Regions from separate parts of the Mus musculus genome. Here regions 2, 3, 4, 5 and 6 are each linked to region 1. The links are chromatin contacts, called in public ChIA-PET, HiChIP or PLAC-seq, Micro-C and promoter capture Hi-C maps. All regions are on one chromosome and are shown on one strand. The core of a region is the stretch at or near the end of the contact, and the rest is flanking DNA. Distances in the headings are between cores, read along the strand shown.

Evidence for each region. Promoter capture Hi-C pulls out the DNA fragments that hold promoters and counts their contacts. A called contact is a pair of places that touch in the nucleus more often than the background predicts. ChIA-PET counts read pairs in DNA pulled down with a chosen protein or histone mark. HiChIP or PLAC-seq counts read pairs in DNA pulled down with a chosen protein or histone mark.
Region 2: a contact with region 1 is called in a promoter capture Hi-C map of pre-B cells, with 4 times the contacts expected there. The contact joins the promoter of Pxn here to the promoter of Fam222a in region 1. A contact is called at or near these places in 2 of 39 promoter capture datasets (liver and pre-B cells).
Region 3: a contact with region 1 is called in an RNA polymerase II ChIA-PET map of memory CD8 T cells, with 6 read pairs. The contact joins the promoter of Cox6a1 here to the promoter of Fam222a in region 1. A contact is called at or near these places in 1 of 39 promoter capture datasets (pre-B cells), 1 of 484 Hi-C or Micro-C datasets (CD4 T cells) and 3 of 115 datasets of contacts at active chromatin or transcription factors (bone marrow-derived macrophages, large pre-B cells and memory CD8 T cells).
Region 4: a contact with region 1 is called in a promoter capture Hi-C map of pre-B cells, with 2.6 times the contacts expected there. The contact joins the promoter of Srsf9 here to the promoter of Fam222a in region 1. A contact is called at or near these places in 2 of 39 promoter capture datasets (hematopoietic stem and progenitor cells and pre-B cells).
Region 5: a Micro-C map of embryonic stem cells shows a contact between it and region 1, with 4 times the contacts expected there. The contact joins the promoter of Ssh1 here to the promoter of Fam222a in region 1. A contact is called at or near these places in 2 of 484 Hi-C or Micro-C datasets (the G1E-ER4 cell line and embryonic stem cells), 1 of 115 datasets of contacts at active chromatin or transcription factors (bone marrow-derived macrophages) and 1 of 9 other capture datasets (adipose tissue).
Region 6: a contact with region 1 is called in a FOXA1 HiChIP or PLAC-seq map of pancreatic cancer cells. The contact joins the promoter of Acads here to the promoter of Fam222a in region 1. A contact is called at or near these places in 3 of 39 promoter capture datasets (liver and pre-B cells) and 1 of 115 datasets of contacts at active chromatin or transcription factors (pancreatic cancer cells).

The regions. Positions count from the first base shown.
Region 1 is chr5:114,566,537-114,570,107 of GRCm38.p6, reverse strand. It overlaps Fam222a (family with sequence similarity 222, member A), which reads right to left and starts at 1,857. Exons shown (of 3, transcript NM_001004180.1): 1 at 1,684-1,857.
Region 2 is chr5:115,505,013-115,508,583 of GRCm38.p6, reverse strand. It overlaps Pxn (paxillin), which reads right to left and starts at 1,908. Exons shown (of 12, transcript NM_133915.3): 1 at 1,716-1,908. The coding sequence starts at 1,728.
Region 3 is chr5:115,347,140-115,350,710 of GRCm38.p6, reverse strand. Cox6a1 (cytochrome c oxidase subunit 6A1) reads left to right here and starts at 1,753. Exons shown (of 3, transcript NM_007748.5): 1 at 1,753-1,872; 2 at 2,004-2,146. The coding sequence starts at 1,764.
Region 4 is chr5:115,325,148-115,328,718 of GRCm38.p6, reverse strand. Srsf9 (serine and arginine-rich splicing factor 9) reads right to left here and starts at 1,542. Exons shown (of 4, transcript NM_025573.3): 1 at 1,220-1,542. The coding sequence starts at 1,410.
Region 5 is chr5:113,991,910-113,995,480 of GRCm38.p6, reverse strand. Ssh1 (slingshot protein phosphatase 1) reads left to right here and starts at 1,691. Exons shown (of 15, transcript NM_198109.5): 1 at 1,691-1,817. The coding sequence starts at 1,749. It overlaps Gm52825 (a long non-coding RNA gene), which reads right to left. Exons shown (of 3, transcript XR_003955978.1): 3 at 3,247-3,571.
Region 6 is chr5:115,117,539-115,121,109 of GRCm38.p6, reverse strand. Acads (acyl-Coenzyme A dehydrogenase, short chain) reads left to right here and starts at 1,764. Exons shown (of 10, transcript NM_007383.3): 1 at 1,764-1,885; 2 at 3,382-3,545. The coding sequence starts at 1,840.

The DNA.
Region 1 (3,571 bases), core at 608-3,107:
GTGTGTGTGTGTGTATCTCTGGCGCACACTCCAAGTTTGTTTCTAAGCTGGGAAGTGTTGAGAGAGGCCGGGCAAACAGCCCTGTGCCCACAGCCTCCCCTCTCCACTCCACCCCCAATCTGCTGTTGTGCCGCTGGCTGTCCTTGGAAGCTTGCGTGTAAAGAAACCCTTCAGCTGGAAACAGGATCACCCCACCAAACCTCCAAAGTGGCCTCCCCCCCCCACCCCGGTATTTATTGACCTGTTAATGGAAGAGCCTGGGAGGAGGCTGTAAAAATGGTCTGTAGAGAAACCCTGTCTCACCTGTCGTCCCCGCCCCCCCCCCCCATGGGAGCAACAATGCCAGCGTCTTCAATCTTTCCCCTAGAAACTTGACTGTGGCTATTTTACCCCCTATCTGGCCCTGGCAGTGATTGCTGGGATGGGCAAATGAGAGTAAGCAGGCTGTGGCTTGGGAGCTCTCTGGGCTCCATACTGTACAGGGCTGCTGCCAGAGTTCGGTGGGGAGAGGAGGGCTCTCAGCATCTCCACCTATCCCCCCTGGCCTGGTATTTGCTTAATGAGCATCTATTACACTGCTTGTCAAAGTCATCTTAAATGACAGAAGGGGAACAGCTAAGGCAGGAGTCCCAGCTGGACCATGGCCCCTTACCTTGAAGAGCAGGGGAGTTCCCTGAACTTACACAGACAGACAGACAGACAGACAGACAGACACACACACACACACCAGGAAGGTCCTGGCTCCCCTCTCTCTCTGGCTCAGGCAGGACATTCACCTTTTCAAGAGAAGCCTGTTTGAAGGCTGAAGCCCACATTTTTCTGGGGACCCTGGGAACTCCAGTTGCTGGCTGGGTACATGGTAGGGTTCATGGGGACCTCCTTTTAAGCATCCTGCTTAAAAGTAAGAGGTTGCTCTGTTTGGGAGTCTGGGAGACTCCAGACACTGCAGGAGACATAGGCAGAGTTCTGAACACCTGTCCTCAGGGGCAGGGACAGCTGGCACTGCCTGCCTCCCTCCCCCACCTCGAGTGGGGATTTAGGTCATAAGATTGCGGCCGGGGAGGACAGGGAGTTGGCCTTCACCTTCTACTACACCAAGGCATTCGGCCTTGGCCATTCTGGCTCCACTCAAAGCCAGCTGTGTTGTCACAATTCTGGTGACATCAAAGGTCGGGCAGTGATGTCACATGCAGCCCATTGGAACATGCTGTCTTTGTGAGTTATTTGTAACAATAGACACACAAATGTCTTGCCTGGAAAGACACCATCCTCAGACATGAAGTTTTGGGACTCCCTGTCTCTGAGCTCTGTCTCTTTAAGATCCCAAAGGTGGTTTTGTAGACCCCCTCCATGCTGGCCAACCCTGGCTGCCCCCAATCAATCTTTACAAAAGTACAAGATTCCCTAAGAATCTCCAGAGGACAGGGCCACCACCTTTGTTAGCTTCATGGGTGGGGTGCCTTTCCTCTGACAAATACCGATGTCAGTAGAATACCCACGAGGGTCCACAATCTCCACTCCAGCCAGTCCAAATAAGTTGTGTGGGCAGGACAAGGGTGGACAAGTAGCATTGCTGTCTCTGGGCACCCAACAACCTAGGGCCCTTTTAGGGCCAGTCCAGGTTGCCAGGTTGCGAGGAGCTGTCCCCAGCTCAAACCCAAAATTCTGCACCCCGCAACTCACCGTATCAGGCAGTCGGACGAAGGGCACCAAATCTCAGAGGCCACGACGCTCCGATCTGCGGGTTGCGGCCATGCAGGGGTGATAAAGATTGCTGGAGAAAGGCCCCCTTAGGGGGCCGATGTCTTTCTTCGTATGGAAAGGGGAGCCGTCGGTGAGGGCGATCCCTGCGTCCGGAAGCGCCGTCCGAAGTCGGAAAAAGGTTTTTTTTTCCCCCCTCTCAGTACCCGTCGCGTCCGCCTGGGACCCCGGCCGCTCGCGCGCTCAGGCGGCGCATCCTCGCAGGAGACTGTGCTCCATACGTCCGGCGGGAGGCGCTGCGCCTCCCTTCGGGGCCCGGCTCACCGCTGCAGCTCTGCCCGCGCCTCTCCCAGGGCGCCCTCTCCGTCCGCGCTGGGAGGCCGGCGGCCGCGGCCCCTCTCGCCAGCCCCAGCTGCAGCCTGTCTTTGTTGCTTCCTCTCGCTTGCCCTCCCGCCCTCGGCTTGCAGCTCCCGGCTTTGCTCAGAGGTGGAGAGTCCGTCTCCTCGGAGGGTTGCACGCACCTGCAGCGGCCCGGGCTCCTCGCCCGGCGTGCACCGGCCCCCGCAGGTTGCAGAGAGCAGCGCCGAGAATGAGCCGGCCCCTCCTCCTCCTGCTCCGAGCTCCGGGTGTGGGGGGAGGGGAAGCCGGCGAGCAGCGGCAGTGGCAGCCGCAGCGAGCGGCAGAGACTGGGATGTAGCCTCGCGGGCCTTGGCGCTGAGGACCAGCAGATCCAGCAGGCGCAGGGCAGACTCGGGGATGGAGAGCCGTGCACCCGGTATGGTGCTCGAGCGCCGCAGCAGCGGTCGGCGCACAGGTCTCTCCCGTGCCCGTGGCCCGGGACGGTTCGCGGGGCTCCCGGAGCCGCAACCTCGCGCTGCCCAGCACCCTCGCCTAGCCTCGGGCCCGGCTCTTCGCCCGGCCTGGCCGGCGCGCGCAGCCTCTTCGCAGAGCTGCCGGCCCGGCAATGCTGCCCGCTGCTCCGCTCCGGCACGACTGACAGGCGCGGGCGCCCGCTCCTGCCGCTGCGTCTCACCCCCGGTCCGCCCCCCGCGTTACGGCCCAATCAGCTGCAGCCGAGAGGCGGTTACCACGGTGACGCGGCGCCGCGTCCTCCGCGAGGCGGGGCTGGGGGCCGCCACGCGCGCTTTTCGCGGCAAAATTCAAAGGCCGGCAGGGCGGCTCTCCAACCTTTTTCCCCAAGCGGGGATGAGGCGGGTCCTGCTCCTAGAGGACTACAACTCCCGGCTTGCTGCGAGCCTAAAACAGGCGAAGGAGTCCCGATTGGAAGGGCAAGGCATGCTGGTTGTTGTAGTCCCTTTGTCGAAGACCTAAAGGGTTGAAAGCAGGTAATCCTATTCACTGAGTACCTGTTTGAGGGTAGGTACTATGCATTATTCCGTTTACTCTTGGAACAGGCCCTATGAGGAGTGTGTTAAAGATAGTAAAAATAGGTTGGGGTGACACCAAATGGTAAAGGGTGCGGTTTGCAAGACCCAACATCAAACCTTGGGACAACCTAAACACACACACACACAGAGCAAAGTGCATACTACACTTAAATTTTTCAAAACTGTGAGATTGGCTTTATGGCCTACATTTTACAGAGGAGAACACTGATATTTGACACTTGTTCTCAGTTTACGGACAAAACTAAGACGTGAAGCTTCCCGATTGCCTTTTCCACGGAGCGACTGGGGATGGTGGTGGAGTTTTGGGCATCAGCGCTGAGATCTGTGGAACACAAACCACATGCTGAATCCTTGGTCAGCTCCATCCCACAGATGTATACATTGACCGCGGGAGTCAGGCACTTAGTATTTTCTATGTTGCTCCTGTTGGTCTCAAACTCCTAGCTTCAAGCCATCCTCCT
Region 2 (3,571 bases), core at 659-3,158, 940 kb before region 1:
TGATCTTACAGAAAGGACAGGACAAATCCAGGCATGGGTAAGAACTCCACAGACAGCCCATTTCAATCCCTACGGTCCCCGTCTGCCAGAAAGCACTCTTTCCTTTCAAAGACAACTCAGTGTGCTGGCCCTAAATGGAAGACAGTCAGAAGCCGGGAATTCCGAGCTCTGCGGACACTACAAAGACTTCCTCAGTCCTTCAAACAGCACGGGGACTGTCCAGAAGCAACAGGGCCCTCAACCAGCCTGTGAGGTGCTGTGACTAGATTCCCCTCGTCCCCACCGGGGGAACCCCTTACACATTCAGATACCTACTCAAAAGCTCATCACCCCGGCCTCCTTTCGAAAGCTCAGGTATTTTTATGTGGAAGAATAAAAATTAAAAATACCTGCCTGGAAGCTACGCCAACCTTGAGTGCATCGGGAACGGACGTGCCAAGCCTGACCCAAAAGCATAGCTATGCCTGGCAGACAGCCCACTCCGTGAACCAAGCAGGACCCAACACCATCCCAGCCTCCAGGATGTTACACCAGCTCCCTGATCCCACAAGGAAACTGTAGCCAGTTTTAAAAATGACCAGTCTTAACTTGGTACCCTGTGTTGCCTGAGAGGTCCCTCAGTCTTATCTAGTGAATCTGCTCCTCAGAGCCAGGGACACGGATGGCACCAGCGGTCATACAAGCCACCCACAGTCCAGAGAGTGAAGACAAGGCTCCTACAGAGAAGGGACTTTATCCCACACACACCTCCTCAGCTGAGGGGCCCTCCGGGGAGGGGAAGACAGGGGCTCCTTCACGCTGGGATTCACTGGGCATTCCTAGAAGCCTTGAATCAACCCCCTTGGGTTTAAAATCCACTTCCAGGAGAGTCTTTCCTTTCCTCTGTCCTAACAGCAGACCAAGTGTGGGCTGAAAAGAATGGCCTCTGGGCTCCAATAACACGAGGACAGTTAAAACTCTGTTCTGGGTGTCCTGTCCTCTTTACCTGTGGGGTTTCCAGCAGCTCTGATGCTGGGGGTGGGGGACCTTGCCAGCCAGGACACGTTCAGAGATGGCCGTAGCCTGCGGCCCATTCCCCTTCTCATTCCTCTGGCATGTCACCAGGGTCTGGGAACGGTGGGTGAGAGGCGGGAGTCATAAGCCACCACCCCCCCAAACTTGCCTTTCTAAGTTTAAACTTGATCTTGTAATACAGGGTGACCAGACTTGAAACGGTGTGTGGTGGGGGTTGGGGGGGGGTGTATATGCAGTACCCCCGGGGACACTTGTCATTAGAATGGGGGTGTGGTCCTCACAAGCTTTTCTGTGGGCTGTGATAGGAAATGGGTGGGCTCTCTCGAAAGGGGCTATATCCCTGAAACGGGGTGGGGGGTCTGGGGGCAGTGTGCAAAGTGGAAGGTGGCCTGGAGGGAACAGAGGGGGGTCATAGAAGAAACAGCCTCTGAGACCGAGTCCCATAGGCAGACGCTCTGAGGTGGGGGTGGGGAAGCCAAGTGAGGGTCTCCTGCAAGCCAAGGAGGTCTGCCCCGGGAGCGGGGCGCCTCTCCCAGAGGTGGGTCCCTGAACACCCAGTACGGGATCGAGGTCCTCAGGCGCCGCAGCGAAGAGCGGCCAGCACAGCCCCGGGCCGTAGGCACCGCAGCCCAGCCGGGCGCTAGGGTGGGATCGGCGGCCGCCGGGCCCCGGCCGCTCCGCCCTCCGTCTCCCGCACTCACCGAGGTCGTCCATGGCTGGTCCTCAGACGCCAGTCCCCGGCTCGATGTCGCCCTCGCTGCCCGTCTCCGGGCTGCTCCTCGCCGCCCCGCAACTTTTCCGCGTCCAGCCTCGGCCCGGAACGGAACCCGCTGCCGCGCTGCCTCCTCCTCCACCACCGCCGCCGCCGCCGGCGCGCGCGCCCGCGACAGGATAGCCCCGCCCCCGCGTGCACGCTGGCCACGCCCCGCCTCCGACCCCCCACCCCCCCAGCACGCCCAATCCCGCAGGGGGCGAAAGCTGGGCGTGGTCGTGGCGCCCCCTGGCGGCTGGACAGGCTGGTGGCGTCTATAGGCCATGAACCTCTGCGTTCAGTCTGACCCGACCTTCTGGCAGACTAGTCACTCAAGAGAGTCGGTGGCAGATTTGTCACTCAAGAGAGTCGGATTTGTCCACCTGTCCCTGTAGGTCACCTCCCAGGAGGATTAAATCGGCTTGCCTGGAGCCTTTGGACTGATGGCAGTGCTAGTCATCCCAGAATAATATCCCAGATGTAGTTTTTGTGAAACAGGGTCTCTCTCTCTCTCTCTGTCTCTCTGTCTCTCTCTCTCAGGGTCTCTCTCTCTCTGTCTCTCTCTCTCTCTCTGTCTCTCTCTTTGGTTTTTCTTTTTTTTTTTTTTTAAAGTATTCATTTGAATTAATGTTGAAACAATTCATGGTTTTTTTTTTTAAAGATTTATTTATTTATTACATGTAAGTACACTGTAGCTGTCTTCAGAAGAGGGCGTCATATCTCGTTACAGATGGTTGCGAGCCACCATGTGGTTACTGGGATTTGAACTCTGGACCTTCGGAAGAGCAGTCGGGTGCTCTTACCCACTGAGCCATCTCACCAGCCCTCTCTTTGGTTTTTCGAGACAGGGTTTCTCTGTGTAGCCCTGGCTGTCCTGGAATTCACTCTATAGACCAGGCTGGCCTCAGAAATCCGCCTGCCTCTGCCTCCTGAGTGCTGGGATTAAAGGCATGCACCACCACTGCCCGGAGAAACAGGGTCTCTTTGTACCTCCAGCCAGGCTGGAACCTGAGACCTTTGTCCTGACTGGTAACATCAGCAGTGGCTGCGACCAACTCTGGCCCCAGATCCAGTACTTTAGAGCTTATGAAACCTTTCATTTTACCCCTTTCCCTGCTTCCCCCTTCCTAGAGACTGCCAAAATTCTGCACAAGGTAGATTTACCCCACATTACAGCAAAGCAAAAACTACCAAAACTTCATTCCCGGATCCTGGCAGATTTGCCCAGGGGACTCAGAAACTGGATGATAAAAGCCTGGTGTAGTAGCTCAGGACTATAATCTCAGCTAGTTGGGAGATGCAGGCAGGTCTTCAAATTCAAGATTACACTGGACTAGAGAAAGAGTAAGGACTAAACTGGGCAATTTATAGGAAGACCTGTCTCAAATTTTAAATTTTTTGAAAACTTTTAAAAATAAATACACACACACACACACACACAAACTGAGTGTGGTGGCACAAGACTATAATCCCAGAATTTAGTAGGCAGAGGCAAGTTTATCAGGAGTTCAAAGTTGTCCTTAACACCACACAGTCAGTTCAGTTCAAAGCCAGCCAGGGCTACATAAGACCCTGTCTCAAAACATACATACATACATACATACATACTTCAAGACCAGCCCAACAAGTAACATAGGACTTAAATCCCCACCCTTAGGAAGTGGAAGCAGGAGAATAAGAAATTCAAGGCCATCCTTAGCTAAATATTGATTATGAAACTACCCTGGGCTATATAAGACTCTATCTAAAATCATTGACAAATAAAAATGTAAACTGTTGGCCAGGCATGGTGGCACATACATTTAA
Region 3 (3,571 bases), core at 504-3,003, 780 kb before region 1:
TCAGAAATTTGCCTGCCTCTGCCTTCCAAGTGCTGGGACTAAAGGTGTGCGCCACCACACCCGGCTTTTTTTTTTTAATTGCTCACATAGTTCAGTCTGGTCTTGAATCCATCAAGCAGTTAAGGATGTTTTAAAATGCATGAGTCTGCTGCTGCCTCTTCCTCCTTTTGTTATTTTGAGATAGGCTCTTACAATATAGGCAAGGCTAATCTCAGACTATAGACGTGGTCCAGGCTGGCCTCTAACTAGAGATTCCCTACCTCCGTCTCTCAAAACAGTACCATATACACAAACATTTTAAACTTAGGGGTGTGTGAGCGGAGACAGGGTCTCATTCTACAGCCCAGGCTAGTCTCTAACTCACAGCAATCTTCCTACCCCATCTCACTCTTATGAGCCACCTCACTTGGCGTGTGTCTTAGTCAGGGTTTCTATTCCTGCACAAACATGATGACCAAGAAGCAAGTTGGGGAGGAAAGGGTTTATTCAGCTTACACTTCCACCCTGCTGTTCATCACCAAAGGAAGTCAGGACTGGAACTCAAGCAGGTCAGAAAGCAGGAGCTGATGCAGAGGCCATGGAGGGATGTTCTTTACTGGCTTGCCTCCTCTGGCTTGCTCAGCCTGCTCTCTTATAGAACCCAAGACTACCAGCCCAGAGATGGTCCCACCCACAAGGGGCCTTTCCCCCTTGATCACTAATTGAGATGCCTTACAGATGGATCTCATGGAGGCATTTCCTCAACTGAAGGTCCTTTCTCTGTGATAACTCCAGCTGTGTCAAGTTGACACAAAACTAACCAGTACAGCGTGTTTTGTTGTTTTTGTTTTTATGGAGACAGGGTCTCACTATGCAGCCTCTGGATAGCCTAGAACTCTGTAGAGGAGGCTGGCCTGGGGTCAGTTCCATCTGCGTCTTCCTCGCAGATACTAGCATTAAAGATGCGAGGCTTTTAGACCAAAATAAATAAATAAATAAATAAACAAATAAATAAATAAAAAGGGAAAAAGGAGATATTTGTAAAGTTCTACAGACAAAATTTAACAGATGTGTGTAGTATTCAAAGCGGGAGCAGGAACATTGAACAAACGCTGAGGATATGGAGCTAAACAAAGTCCAGATTTGCTGGCAATTGCAGGGTCCTTACTGGTTCCTGGGTCTGTTCCTTGACTCATTAATACACGGTTTCATACATTCATTCATTAAATTGCATAAAGCACCTGCTACTTGCCATGAAAGATTTCGGGTAACTCTCGGGATGCAGCGCTGGCAAAAATCTAAGCACTGCGGACTTTACAGTCTATGTAGGGCACAACGGAAGAGAATAACAACGGTCTTTAAGAGCGATAGGGACAATGATAACGACAAGGACAGGGCTGTCGAGGGCCTGGGAAATCGCGGAATTAGAAGGCAGCGAGCGAGGAAAGAGAATGGCGCCTCCGCTAACGTGACTTGTTCTCCGCACTTCAGATCCTGTCCAGGGACTCCAAAGAAGGGAGCGATTAAAACCAGAAAAGCTCGCAAAAGTTCAGTTCCGCGGACATCCTCACCTAGGCGCTGACAAGCAGGGAGATGGGGCACAGGAACGGGGCGCATGCGCGCTCTCGCTCCAGCCGCCCCAGGGACGGATAAAGTGCGCAGGCGCTGGAGTTCCTAGCCAGGTCTGAGAAGGCGTTGCCCAATAGGAACGTCGTTCGGCGTCTTTGTCCCGCCCCCTTCGCCCGTCCCCATTTCCGCTTCCGGCGCGCCGGTGTAGTTCCATGATGGCGTCGGCGGTGCTGTCAGCGTCTCGGGTCTCTCGGCCGCTGGGCCGGGCCCTCCCCGGGTTGAGGCGGCCCATGTCGAGTGGCGCCCACGGCGAGGAGGGTTCAGGTACCCGGGGGCTCTCGGATGGGCGTGGGGTCTCGGCGGGTGGCGTGCGGCGGCGTGGCGGGGCCGGAGCCCGGGGCGGTGACCTTGGCGGGAGGGAGCGGCCGAGGCTGACGTTGTGGCCCCCGCCGCAGCTCGGATGTGGAAGGCCCTCACCTACTTCGTGGCGCTGCCCGGGGTGGGAGTGAGCATGCTCAACGTGTTCCTCAAGTCGCGGCACGAAGAGCACGAGAGACCCCCGTTCGTTGCCTACCCTCACCTGCGCATCAGGACCAAGGTAGGCGCTGCGCCTTTACTGTCCGTCTGTCCGTCCGTCCTCCAGGCATCCGTTATTGCGGGGTTGTCCACTCCCCTGGCCCAGCCCTTGGGGGAGTTTTAGGATCTTGGCTGCCTGTCCGTCCGTGCAGATAGAATATTTTATTTACTCTTCGTTTGACGGAAGGGAAGCCAGTTTGTAGGTCGTGGCTCGGTTTTCTTAAAAGGCCACCCAGTAAATGCCTGCGGGCTTTCAGCTCCTCCAACTTGTCACCTTTTGTCCAATGGTGCACTTTATTAGCTTCCTGCGGGAAAGTTTGGAGGTTTGGGGTGTCCCTTTATAGCCGCAAATCCTGAAGGTGATCCGGGATCCGGGCGATTGGCGTAGGCTTAAGCACAGACTGCCCGTTGGTTCTCACAGTGCCTGTCGTTTTATCAGTTCTTTGCCTTGGCTGTTCGTGTAGAAACCCTGTCTCGAAAAACCAAAAAAAAAAAAAAAAAAAAAAAAAAGACAGTTATAATGTCTCATGATGTATTTTAACAAGCCCGTCTTCCACTGTATCACCTAATTCACCTAAGACTGGCCTTGCAGAAACTTATTCTAGACTTCAATTTTACAACCCAGAAGGCTCCATGCCGTTCCCGTACAGCCTCAGCACTTGAGAGGCCAAAGAGAGCCAATGTCTTGTTCAAGGCCAGTCTGGTCTACAAAGTGAGCTCCAGGACAGCCAGGGGGGAGACTTTCTCAGAAAAAGAAAAGGTGTTTGACAGCAGCCTTGCCTTGGGGCTCTGCCCACTAGGTGGCAGTAGCACCCCCCTCCTAAGGCCTCTAGATAATGCTCCCATATCCCGCCCCTGGCACTTGGGGTCAGAAAACAAGCGTTTTCTCAGTAGTAGCTATCAGGAAGTTTCTATCAGTAGTAGTTGCTGGTTATTCTCTGCCACGTTATGAAATGGAGATTAGCTTGGGCTAAATGGGGTTACCACAGAAAGCCAAAAATGGTTGTGAGCTATTGACCAAGAGCAATGCTTTTCAAACATGGAGGGGAAGGGACAGGAGAGAGGGCTCAGTGGTGTAGAGTGCTGCTGCTCTTACAGAAGAGCCTAGTTTCCAGTGGGTGGCTCACAACATTCTTTAGCCCCAGCTGCAGGCAGGGATGATATCTTTGGTCTCTGTGTACACCTACACTCGTGCATATACCCACAGAGATGTACACAGAATAATATTCATGCTGGCAGAGGCAGGTGGTCAACATAGCACATTCTAGGACATCCAGGGCTACATAAAGAGACCCGTCTCAAAATCAGACAAAACTATGATTGGCAGAGTCATACATGCTGTAACCCCAGCACTGCAGGCAGAGGCAAGAGGAGCGTTGTAAGTTTTTGATTAGACTGTTCTATTTAGTGTTCCAGGTTAGCTAGATAAGGAAACCCTGTTTCAGCA
Region 4 (3,571 bases), core at 293-2,792, 760 kb before region 1:
ATCCCTTTACTAACCTCTTGCATTAAACAATCCGCATTTTGTGTGAAATACGGTCAGCATCCTCTGCTTCATGGGCTATTGAAAAACGCTAACTACACGAGGCGTGGCACTTGACACAGAACTTGACTATTAAAGACACAATGGCACTGTTCATTAGGGCCATAATTTTTCTCACGTTCATTTGTATTTAAAAAAAAAAAAAAAAGCTTCAGTCTATTTTTTGAGGCAAACTGCAAGACACTTAGGGGATAAGCTGGGTTAGTCTTCAACCATCGAAGTCCGGAGTACTTCTACTGTGAATCCGTAATCTCCAACCCAGGCCGGCGAGACACCGGGTCGGCAGGCAGAGATGAAGCTCTCCTCCCAACGAGGCTGAGAAGACAGGGAACAGGTCCTTACTGACCCTCCCAAGGGGACGACCGCCAACGGCGCAGAGATCTCTAAACTAAAGCATACTTTCCGGCCTCTTCCTGACCCAGGGCTCACGACATTTGCACACACACACAAAAAAAATAAAAATAATAATTAAAAAAAAAATCAAAGATCCTTCGGCGCGGGTTTTGGGGGAGCCTAGCTTTTCCACATCCCTGCTACAATTAACTTCTGGCTTCTGGCGGGGAATTAACTTCCCTCATTAGAGGGGAATGAAATCAGAGATGCTAACCCCCCACCCGTCTCTCTCTCCCGCTGTTTAATCTGATCCCCCTTTACTAGAACTAGGCTCGGTGGGGCGCCCAAGTGAGGGCTGGCTCCAGACACCCCGCTTTTCAGCCGCCCAAGGCAACCTGTGGTCCCCGCCAACGCCGTCTGTTCCCCGGTAACGGCGAGGGCCACCCCCACCCACAGACCCGAACCCGGACTCGGGAGGAGGGGGCGGGATGGGCGACTGTCGCCTTCGGCCGAGTCCTCTGCAGGGTCGGTTCGGGGGACCCGAGCCCCGCGCTTCCCTCATTTCGGGGTGCTTCCCGTTAGGGTGCTTTTCCCAAACTCGAGGGCTGGGCAGAGCGCGCTGGTTTTTACCCTCCTCGGGGGCAAGTCGGGCGGGCTGGAGCCTTCCGATTGAAGGAAGTGACACCAGGCAAAGCCGCCTCCAGCCGGGGGTGGGGGGGGGGCGCCGCGAGGGGTCAGCACGGCGGGGAGGGGGAGGGGAAGGCGCTGGGGGAGGGGAGGGGAGGCCGGGCCCGGCGGAGATGGGGCGAGCCGCCGGCGGAATCCTCACCGCGGGTCCTCGAAGCGCACGAAGGCGAAGGGCACGAGGCCGTGCCGGTTCTTGAGCTCGATCTCGCGGATGCGGCCGTACTTGTAGAACAAGTCCTCGAGGTCCTTCTCGCGCACGTCGGACGGAAGGTTGCCCACGTAGATGCGCCCGTCGCCCTCGCCGCCGCGCTCGTCCGCCCAGCCCGACGACATCCGCACCGGCCGACGCCGCGGGCCCGCCGCAGCCCACGTCCCGTCGCAGCCGCCTCCGCCGCCGACGCCGCCTCCTCAGCCCGGGGCCCCCCGCCGCAGCCTCCCCCGCGGGCTCCCGAGGCGCTCAGCCGCACTGCATTGTGGGAACGCGGCGCGGAAGCCGTGAGGAAGCGGGGGCGGGAGGGGGCGGCGGTCGGAGGATTTTTAAAGCGATCTTAAAGGGGTAGCCGCCGCCGCGAGGTGCGCTTGCGCAGAGGGCGGGGTCTCTCCCTAGAGATGCGAGCGGAAGGTTCCCGGAGGTGGGACCCGAGCGCCTCCTAAGCTGGTAGGTCACTAAGCTTGGGGCTGTCCTTCTGAGGAGAAGGACGCGGACCCCACAGAAGCCCTCAGACTGCCCAGCGCTGGGCTATCCTGGCCCTCGGTCTCAGGTCTGTAGTCGTCCCTTAGACCCGAGGTGTAAGCCTGAGATGGTCGCCAAAGCTTGGTTGTCCGAGTTTCTGGAGAATGGAGAGTGGATGCGCAAACCTTTCGTTCCAACACTCCGAACCCGGACAGAGGCAGGAGCAACTATCTCCATGAGTTCAAGGCCAGCCTGGTTTACATAGAGAAATAAAAGGTATAGTGGAGAAGAAGGTTTATTGTAGGTATGTGGGAGAGCATACTATACTCAGAGGGAGGCCATCTAGGAGAGTCCAGAAGGGGACGAGACCAGGCAGAACTGGGCCCTGTGAGGAGAGGCGGGAAGGAGAGGGGAAACAGATCCTGCAGTCAGAAGGTCAAAAGGTGTAAAAAGAGGAAGGTAGTCAAGATGTCTGGATTATATAGGGAAGAGCCTCTAGGGGAAGGGCAGCCTAGCCCCTGGCCTGGAGGGCGGGGTATGTCAGCCAAACCCTGTAACAGATAAGGACTGGAGGATGCCAGAAGCTGGAGACCAGGTCTGCTTTGGTATCTTATATAGGCACCTCAGCGGATCATCCCGGGTTTGAAACTTCACAGCTACCCTGTCTCCAAGAAAGAGAGAGAAAAGAGAATCTGTGGAGGATACGCATGTATTATTTCATATCACCACAAGCATCACTGTAGAGTTTGCCTATTTGTGCATTCTAAACTATAGAACAACCTCACCAAACAAAACAGTGAGTGGGAATGCATGCCAGTAAATCTCACTCTCCTGAGGCTAAGGTGAGAGACTTTAAAATTCTAGGCTAGCCTTGACAACAACTTACTGAGATCCTACCCTGAAAAACTATTCAAACCTAGATGCCTGGAGGGATATAAGGCAAAGATAGCAAGATGATAGAGAGCTGTAACCCTAGGCAGCTCGGTTGTTGTTTCATTTGTTCTCTGTAAGATTTTTGGATCCCAGCCTAAGGCTACACCATAAAACAATATGTCCAGGGGCTGGAGAGATGGTGCCAGTGATTAAGAGCCTTGACTGCTCTTCCAAAGGACCTGAGTTCAATACCCAGTACCTACATGGCAGCTCACAGCTGTCTGTAACTCCAGTTCCAGGAGATTGCCACCCTCACACAGACAGACATACAGGCAAAAACACCAATGAACATACAATAAATCTTTAGAAACAAAAAACCCAAAAGCCTCAAATTACATATCTTTATGTTTATCCTTGTATTCTGTGTAGTTAGAGAAAAAAAAAAAGGCAGGTGGATCTCTGTGAATTTAAGGCCAGCCAAGTGTGCAGAGCTAATCCCAAGACAGCCAAGGAGGCACAGAGAAAAACTGTCTTAAAAAAAAAAAAGCAGGGGGGTGGGGTGGTGTATAGGGGACTTTTGGGATAGCATTTGAAATATAAATGAAGAAAATATACAAGAAAAAAAAAAAAAGCCAGGCGGTGGTGGTGCACACCTTTAATCCCAGCACTCGGGAGGCAGAGGCAGGCAGATTTCTGAGTTCGAGGCCAGCCTGGTCTACAGAGTGAGTTCCAGGACAGCCAGGGCTACACAGAGAAACCCTGTCTGGAAAAAACAAAACAAAACAAAGATACATATAACTAGGTATTGCTTATTACCCAAAAGCATAGAAACTTTTCAAAGGATGTGGGTGGAGAAGGTCACCTTCAGCAATACATGGAGTTTGAGGGCAACCCAGCCTACATCAGAAAAGCAAAACAAAACAAAAACCTAACTAAATGCTAAGATGT
Region 5 (3,571 bases), core at 442-2,941, 570 kb after region 1:
TCAGAATCCTGAGCCTGATGCTCCCGGAGGGCTGAGAAGGTCGTCTCTGCTCTAATTGATGACATCCACAACTTTATGAGTTTAAAACTGACTCCGCAGAGATGTCTTGACCTCTGCAGGTGGTCAAACTGTGACATGCATATGTTCTCACACACACATACATACACACACTCATATGCACACATACTCACACATATATGTATACACATACATATACACACACTCATACACACATGCACACCCACACACATACACAGATATACACACACACACACACAAAGCTGGCATTCTGGAACACTCGTGATCATCTATCAGCCAAAGAATAGCTCCAAACAGAGGGGAGCCCTGCTGGGTATTGCCATTCAAAACCTGTCTTACTTAGTGCTGAAAAACTGTGGACCAAATTCACAGACAAAAAGTATACTCAGTCCTGTTTTGACATAGTTGCCTTCTGAAAATGCAGAGGATGCTTTGTGTCGACATAGGGGGCAGTTAATGGCGCCATTCTCAGATCTTTAAAAACCGAGACTCTTTGCACTTAGCAGGAGCGTCTGTTAAATACGAGCAACTGGAAACTTCCTTACATTGCGGGGTAACCCCACTGAAAATCCCCTTTAAGGGTTGGTTACATGGTACATAAAGGAGCCTTGCCACTAAGGCTAGTGACCTGAATTTGATTCATGCATGTATTCATACGCATATCACACACACACACAGATAATAATAAATAAAAATTTAAAAAGAAAGACAATCCTTATTTGAGGATGGAGACTGTTGATACCCTCAAGACGGTGGAAGAGGCAGGGAGGAGCCAGGTTTCCTCTCGGGCTTTGAGGATGATGGAGTGGGACTGGAGACTTGTGATTAGCAAGGCTTGGGTACCACAAGAGGTCCAGAGTAGGGGTCGGGGCTCTGTGAAAGAGAAGTTTCTATCAAGTTGCCCAGTACCGCCTTGCTGGGGTCCCTCACCCTGGCCCACTGGCAACCTTTCCAAAGCCAATGCAACGCGCCCGCTTATCCCCACTGCTGTCCCCGGGCAAGCTTCTGGCCGGCCCACAGTTCTCTCTCCCTCCGTGGGTTAGTCCAGCTCACGGAAATCCTGCCTCCTAGCAAGTACTACTCCTTCGAGAAGCCTTTCCTCTCGCCACCCACTAGTCTGCGTTTCTAGACACCAGAAGGAATTCGAAGATTAGATCAGCCCTTGGTGGTGCAGGCGTTGGAATCCAGGACCTTGAGTAGGCCGGCGGGACACCCTGCTACTGGGCTACACCCCAATCCTATGCAAAGCAACTCTGCAAGCGGATTTCACAGTCCCGGGGGTGGGGTGGGGTGGGGGGAGGCCCCGCACTTTGTATGAGCAGAGTAACTTTCCTTGAAAGAATAAACGAGTGAGTCTTTTACAAACTCTGGGCAGCTTTGCTCTGCTGGCCTTGCCTTCGGAGGCCTCAGTTTCCCTACGCTGCCCGCGAGTCTAGCGGCGGAGGAGGGGCCCAGGCCGGGCGGCTGCAGCCAGCGCGGGGGCGCGCGCGAGTGGACGTGACCGCGCGGCGGGGCCCGCCCCAGGCCGGTCACTGGCGCATGCGCATCACTGCCCGAGCGCTGCGGGCCCGGCGGACTCCGGAGCCGGGGAAGGGGGTGGGGGGTGGGGAGTTTGCGGGAGGGAGGAGGGAAGAGGGAGGGAGCGAGGGGCGGGCCCGGCGCGGCTGCCCGGCCGGCTGCTGGAGGCCCCGGGCCGGGCCCGCGCCGCGATGGCCTTGGTGACCCTTCAGCGCTCTCCCACGCCCAGCGCCGCGTCTTCCTCCGCAAGCAACAGCGAGGTGAGCCCGGCCGCACCCTCCCACAAGGTGTGAGGCGGAGGTGCGTCCGCCCTTGGGGTGCGGGCGTCCCCGCGTCCCGGTGACTGAGCATGCGCCGGGCTGGGGTCGCGGAGGTGGGGGGGCGGGGGGGGATGCTTCCAGATCGCAGGGCACCAGGAAAGGCTCTGGTCGGCTCTGGGCTGCAGGGTCTCGGGTTCCGCTCGGGGCCTGAGCTCATGCTGCTTAATCGGGGTAGATGGGGACCGGAGCGTCCGGGTCCTCAGGACGGCCTGCCCCAGGCTGTGCTACCCCAGCCGGGCTCATCCCACCCCCTTCCCCTGATGAGCTTAAGGCCTCGGAGTAAACCCCGGATGACCCAGCCGGCTGCAGGGGACGCCCCGCTGTGCTGGGCTAGCCCCGCAGGCCCAGGAAGTTGCCAGCTGGAATCTGGGCCCTCTCCCGGGGTTGTGTGTCTGCGTGAGACTTGGCTCAGCACCCCTGCGTGCCCGTGTTGGTGCGTTTTGGGCTCGTCTTGCGGGGACTGGCAGGCATCTTTGCAGAATGGCTGTGAGGTTAAGCCTCCAGGGCCCTTTCTGTCTGAGACTCTTTCATGAGTTTTATCTGCAGGCAGAAGGTTCTGGTTGCCTCCTCTTTGCACACAATTAGGCAGGGCAACTGAGAAGTTAGATTGTAGTAAGGCCTCTCTTCCCACACAGCTCGGTTCCCCTACAACAGTTTACAAAGTGCCTTTTATCTTGTGTTCTTCCTAGGAAACTACAGGAGCATAGGGAAGCAGGGAGGGGCAGTACAGGCCTTTGCAGCCGAAATTCTCTTCCTTCCTTCCTTCCTTCCTTCCTTCCTTCCTTCCTTCATCATGTAGTTGTGGCTGGCCCCCTGCCTCTGCGTCTCAGATGTTGTCAGTTCAGAAGAGCTTTCCACACCTGGCTCTCAGCCTGGATTTCTAGCCAACTTCCATAATGTTATGGGAATTTAACACTTGGTCGCTTCCAGTTCCTGTATTAGACACATTTTTAGGCTTTTAATCTTTTTTTTTTTAGTTGAGATGTAACTCACAGCCTGTGGCTTTACCTTTTGGAAGTATGTAAGTCAGCGTTAGTAGACACACCCGCTCAGCCACTCAGTCCCGAAGCTTCAGCGCCCCGCCCTTCTCAGTTACCGCTTGTCTTTGCTTCACCCCCACCCCGGGGCGTCCCCTACTTCTCTACATTTGCCTACGCTGTAGTTCATATAACAGGAAATATGCAGTGTTGCCTCTGTCTGGCTTCTCCCTCTAAGCGTGCTGGTCTCAAGGTTTGCCCATACTGGGTCTAATCATTTCTTTCCTTTCTATAAGAATTCATTGTATGGGGGGTAAATTTTTTTCAGGACACTGATTAGGACATTTTAAAAATCATTTTATTATTATTATTATTATTATTATTAATGTTATTTAGTACTAAATGTTTGAACCAGACCCTTGTGTGTGCCTGGCACTACGCACACTACCTACATTTTAAAAATTACATTAAGGTGTGTATGCATGTGTGTGCATGCGTTTGTCTCTCTGTCTGCTTCTGGGCATATGCAGGTGCCCACGGAGACCAGAAGAGGATGTTGGATCCTGTGGAGCTAGGCTTACAGGGGGCTTGTGAGCTGCAGGTTGTGGATCTGGGCATCTGCTTTTAGGTCCTCTGGAAGAGCAGCAAATGCTTTTAACTGCGGAGCTCTCTTCTGCAGCCCCCTTCCAGCCTCCATTTTAAATCATTATATGATGA
Region 6 (3,571 bases), core at 515-3,014, 550 kb before region 1:
AAACCTTCAAAGACATGGGTTTGAGTGGTGGCACCTGCCTGTAATTCCCACACTCAACTCTGTGAGTTCAAGGCTTGTCTCTAGTCTTTAATGGCAAGTTCCAGGCTAGCCAGGCCCTGTGGACCACCTGGCCTGGTCATCTATTGTTTTGGGTTTTTTTTGTTTTTGTTTTTTTGAGAGATGATTTCTCTGTGTAGCCCTGGCTATTTTGGAACTTACTTTGTAGACCAGGCTGGCCTGGAACTCACAGAGACCCAGTCGCCTCTGCCTCCAGGTCTAGGATTAAAGTCATGTCACCATTAGAGCCTGGCAGCTGTCTCGTTTTTGGAGACAGTTTTTTCTTACTGAAGCAGGAACTCACCAGCCCCTTTAGACTGGATGTCAGTGAGCTCCCAGAATCCTTGTCTTTGCAGTCCCCATCGGATGGAATCCTGCACCCAGGTCAAATGGATGCTGGGGTTCCAACTCAGGTCATGCTCACATGTGAAGTCTACCCTCTGCACCACCTCTCAGGCTCCAGTGTCTCTCTTTCGTCTTCCATCCGGTTCTGTCTGGTGACCAGGTAGGGAAGACGGATGGATGACCAGAGGATTGGGCAAAGAGTCAGCACGTTATTTGAAAGCCCCCCCCCCCCTTTAAAGGCAGTTCCAGACTTTGGGGGTGGGGGAAGAAATGGACAGATGGGATCATTTGCAGTCTAAACTACCACCCTCTCTTCAGTGTATTGTTTTCTAGGTAGTGGTGGGCTGTGAAGTTCAGTGAGCAGATATGTAGGGTGCATGTAAACCAGGGAGCTAATGACACTGACAGTCTCTGGGACCGAGCGAAGTTGTTCTGAGGGTGCTAGGACTCAACCCTCAACCCTTGGAGTTAATGGGCAGTACCCCTACTCCCAGCAGGGCTCTGCCCCCCCCCCCCCCACGAGGTGCAGAAGACAGTAGCTCTGTTTCACATTCACATCTGAGGGCTGGAGGGAATCTTCCTGCCCAGCATCCCCATGCAATGGGCTAGATACTGAGCCTTCCAGGCTTTTTGTTTTTTGTTTTGTTTTGTTTTAAAGATTTATTTTATTATTTTATGTACATACACTGTAGCTGTCTTCATACACTCCAGAAGAGGGAGTCAGATCTCATTACGGATGGTTGTGAGCCACCATGTGGTTGCTGGGATTTGAACTCTGGACCTTCGGAAGAGCAGTCGGGTGCTCTTACCCACTGAGCCATCTCACCAGCCCCCTTCCAGCCCTTTTGGAATCCACAGACTAGTGTGAGAGATGAATAGTAAATAAATAAGTAAAATAAAAGGCTGGATGTAAAACTGTGGGCTAGGAATGGTAGCATGAAATCCAGGCAAGAGGGCAAAAGCTGCCTGCCTTGTGTGGCCGAGCAAAGATGGTCAGGGAGCCAGGGATTACGCTGACAGCTGACAGGATGCAGAAGTGGGTGGGCAGGAGTAGGTGCTAGCTCTTCTCTTCTCTCCCTAAAACTGAACCCAGCGCCTTATGTCTGCTAGGCAGGGAGGACCTCCTCACGCCCTCTTTAAACTTTCATTTTGAAGATACTGCAAAGTTGCCCAAGCTGGGCTTGAATTTACTCCGTAATACAGGGAGAACCTGCAATTCTGCCTCAGGCTCAGAAGTCGCTGGAATTAAGTTGACTTCCTGGGTGAGGCCCGGACCCTAGGTCGTGAGCCTGTCTCAGGCCTGCCCCTGCGGCCCGGTGGGCGTGGCCCGGGCTCGGCGCCGGCCCCGCCCCTGCAGCCGTGTGGGCGTGGCCCAGGCCCTGCCCCTGCCGTCCGGAACTCCAGAGCTGCTGCAGGAGGTCCTGGAGGTCTGTGCCCATGGCTGCCGCCTTGCTCGCCCGGGCCCGTGGCCCTCTCCGTAGAGGTGAGTGCGGAGCCCCAGGGCGGGTCACAGGGCGGAGATCCTGGCGGCCGGTCCTGCTGTGGCCCCGGGCAGACGAGTGGGCAGCACCCAGTGGCTGCGCGTGGCCTTTGTCCTAGTTTGGTAGCCTCTGGCCGGTGCAAGGCCCAGACTCTGAGGGATCCGGGCTCCTGCTCGGCGCTTTTCCCGCGGGTCCCTCATCGCCAGCTCCCCTTATGCGGCCCTATCCACACCCCTTACGCCATTTCAGTCCTAGCTGAGGTTCTGGGTGAGTTGGTCCTTCATGGCGGGGGGTGGGGGGAGGGGCTTGGCATTTAACTCCGACCTATGACCTTGGACATAACTCTCAACCTCTCTGCATCAAGTGGTCCAAGTGTCAACTGTTTCCATCCTCAGAGCTCTATTAAATCACAGGATGCATCGTGGTTGGCATCTAACGTGTTTTCTTAACGTTAGCATTTACTTTTTTGTTTGTTTGTTTTTGTTTTGTTTTTCGAGACAGGGTTTCTCTGTATAGCCTTGGCTGTCCTGGAACTCACTTTGTAGACCAGCCAGAAATCCGCCTGCCTCTGCCTCCTGAGTGCTGGGATTAAAGGCGTGAGCCACCACGCCCGGCATACTTATTTTTAATAGTGTTTCCTCTCCTGTGCAGCAGCCCTGACACTATGGCCACCGCTTCCTTTGGCTAATCCAGAGTCACATTAACAATTAGATCAGTGTTAAATAAGCCATTAAGTACTTCTTTAATCTTTCCACTGCCGGGAGCTGAGTTCTGTTCTTGTCCACATTTTATAGAACTCCCAGACCCCAGACCCAGTGAAACTTAAAATCCATTTCCGAGGTGTTGTAAATGGGATTATATGGAGGAAGTGTTTAGCGAGCAGTTAAGCATTCAGTTAGCCTGGGCTTTTCTGTAACACTCTGTTGACATTGTATCAATACATTTTTTTTTTTTTCTATTGAGACAGGGGTGGGGGGGTGGGGGGTGGGGGGGTGGAGTGGTGCTCTTTTTTTTTCTTAAAAGTTTATTTTTATTTTTATTTGTATGAGTGCTTTGCCTGCATGTGTGCCTGCATAAGTGTGCCGTGTCCCACAGAGGCCAGAAGAGTGTGTTGGATCCTCTGGACCTTTCATTACAGACAATTAGCCACTCTGTAGCCTGGTTCCTCTGAAAGAGCAACAAGTGCTCTTAACTGCTGAACCATTCCTCCAGACCCTGGGATGAATGAAATCTTGACTTATTGCATAGGCTAGCCTGAACTCCAGGCTACCTCAGCGTTTGTTCTTCTTACAGAAGATCTGAGTTCAGATCCCAGCGCCCATGTTGGGCAGCTCCTAATCCCCTGTAAGGTCCAGGGGATCTGACGCCCTCCTCTGGCCTCTGTGGGTACCTGCATGCATGTGTACATACATAAACACAGACTCACAGACACATAAAGAGAAAGGAGTCTTAAGATCTTTCACACTGTCCTTCCCTAACTCGGATCATCCTCTGATAGCTCTCGGTGTTCGGGACTGGCGACGGTTACACACTGTTTACCAGTCTGTGGAGCTGCCTGAGACACACCAGATGTTGCGTCAGACATGCCGTGACTTTGCCGAGAAGGAGTTGGTCCCCATTGCGGCCCAGCTGGACAGGGAGCATCTCTTCCCCACAGCTCAGGTGAGTGCAGCAGCCTCACTGTGAGT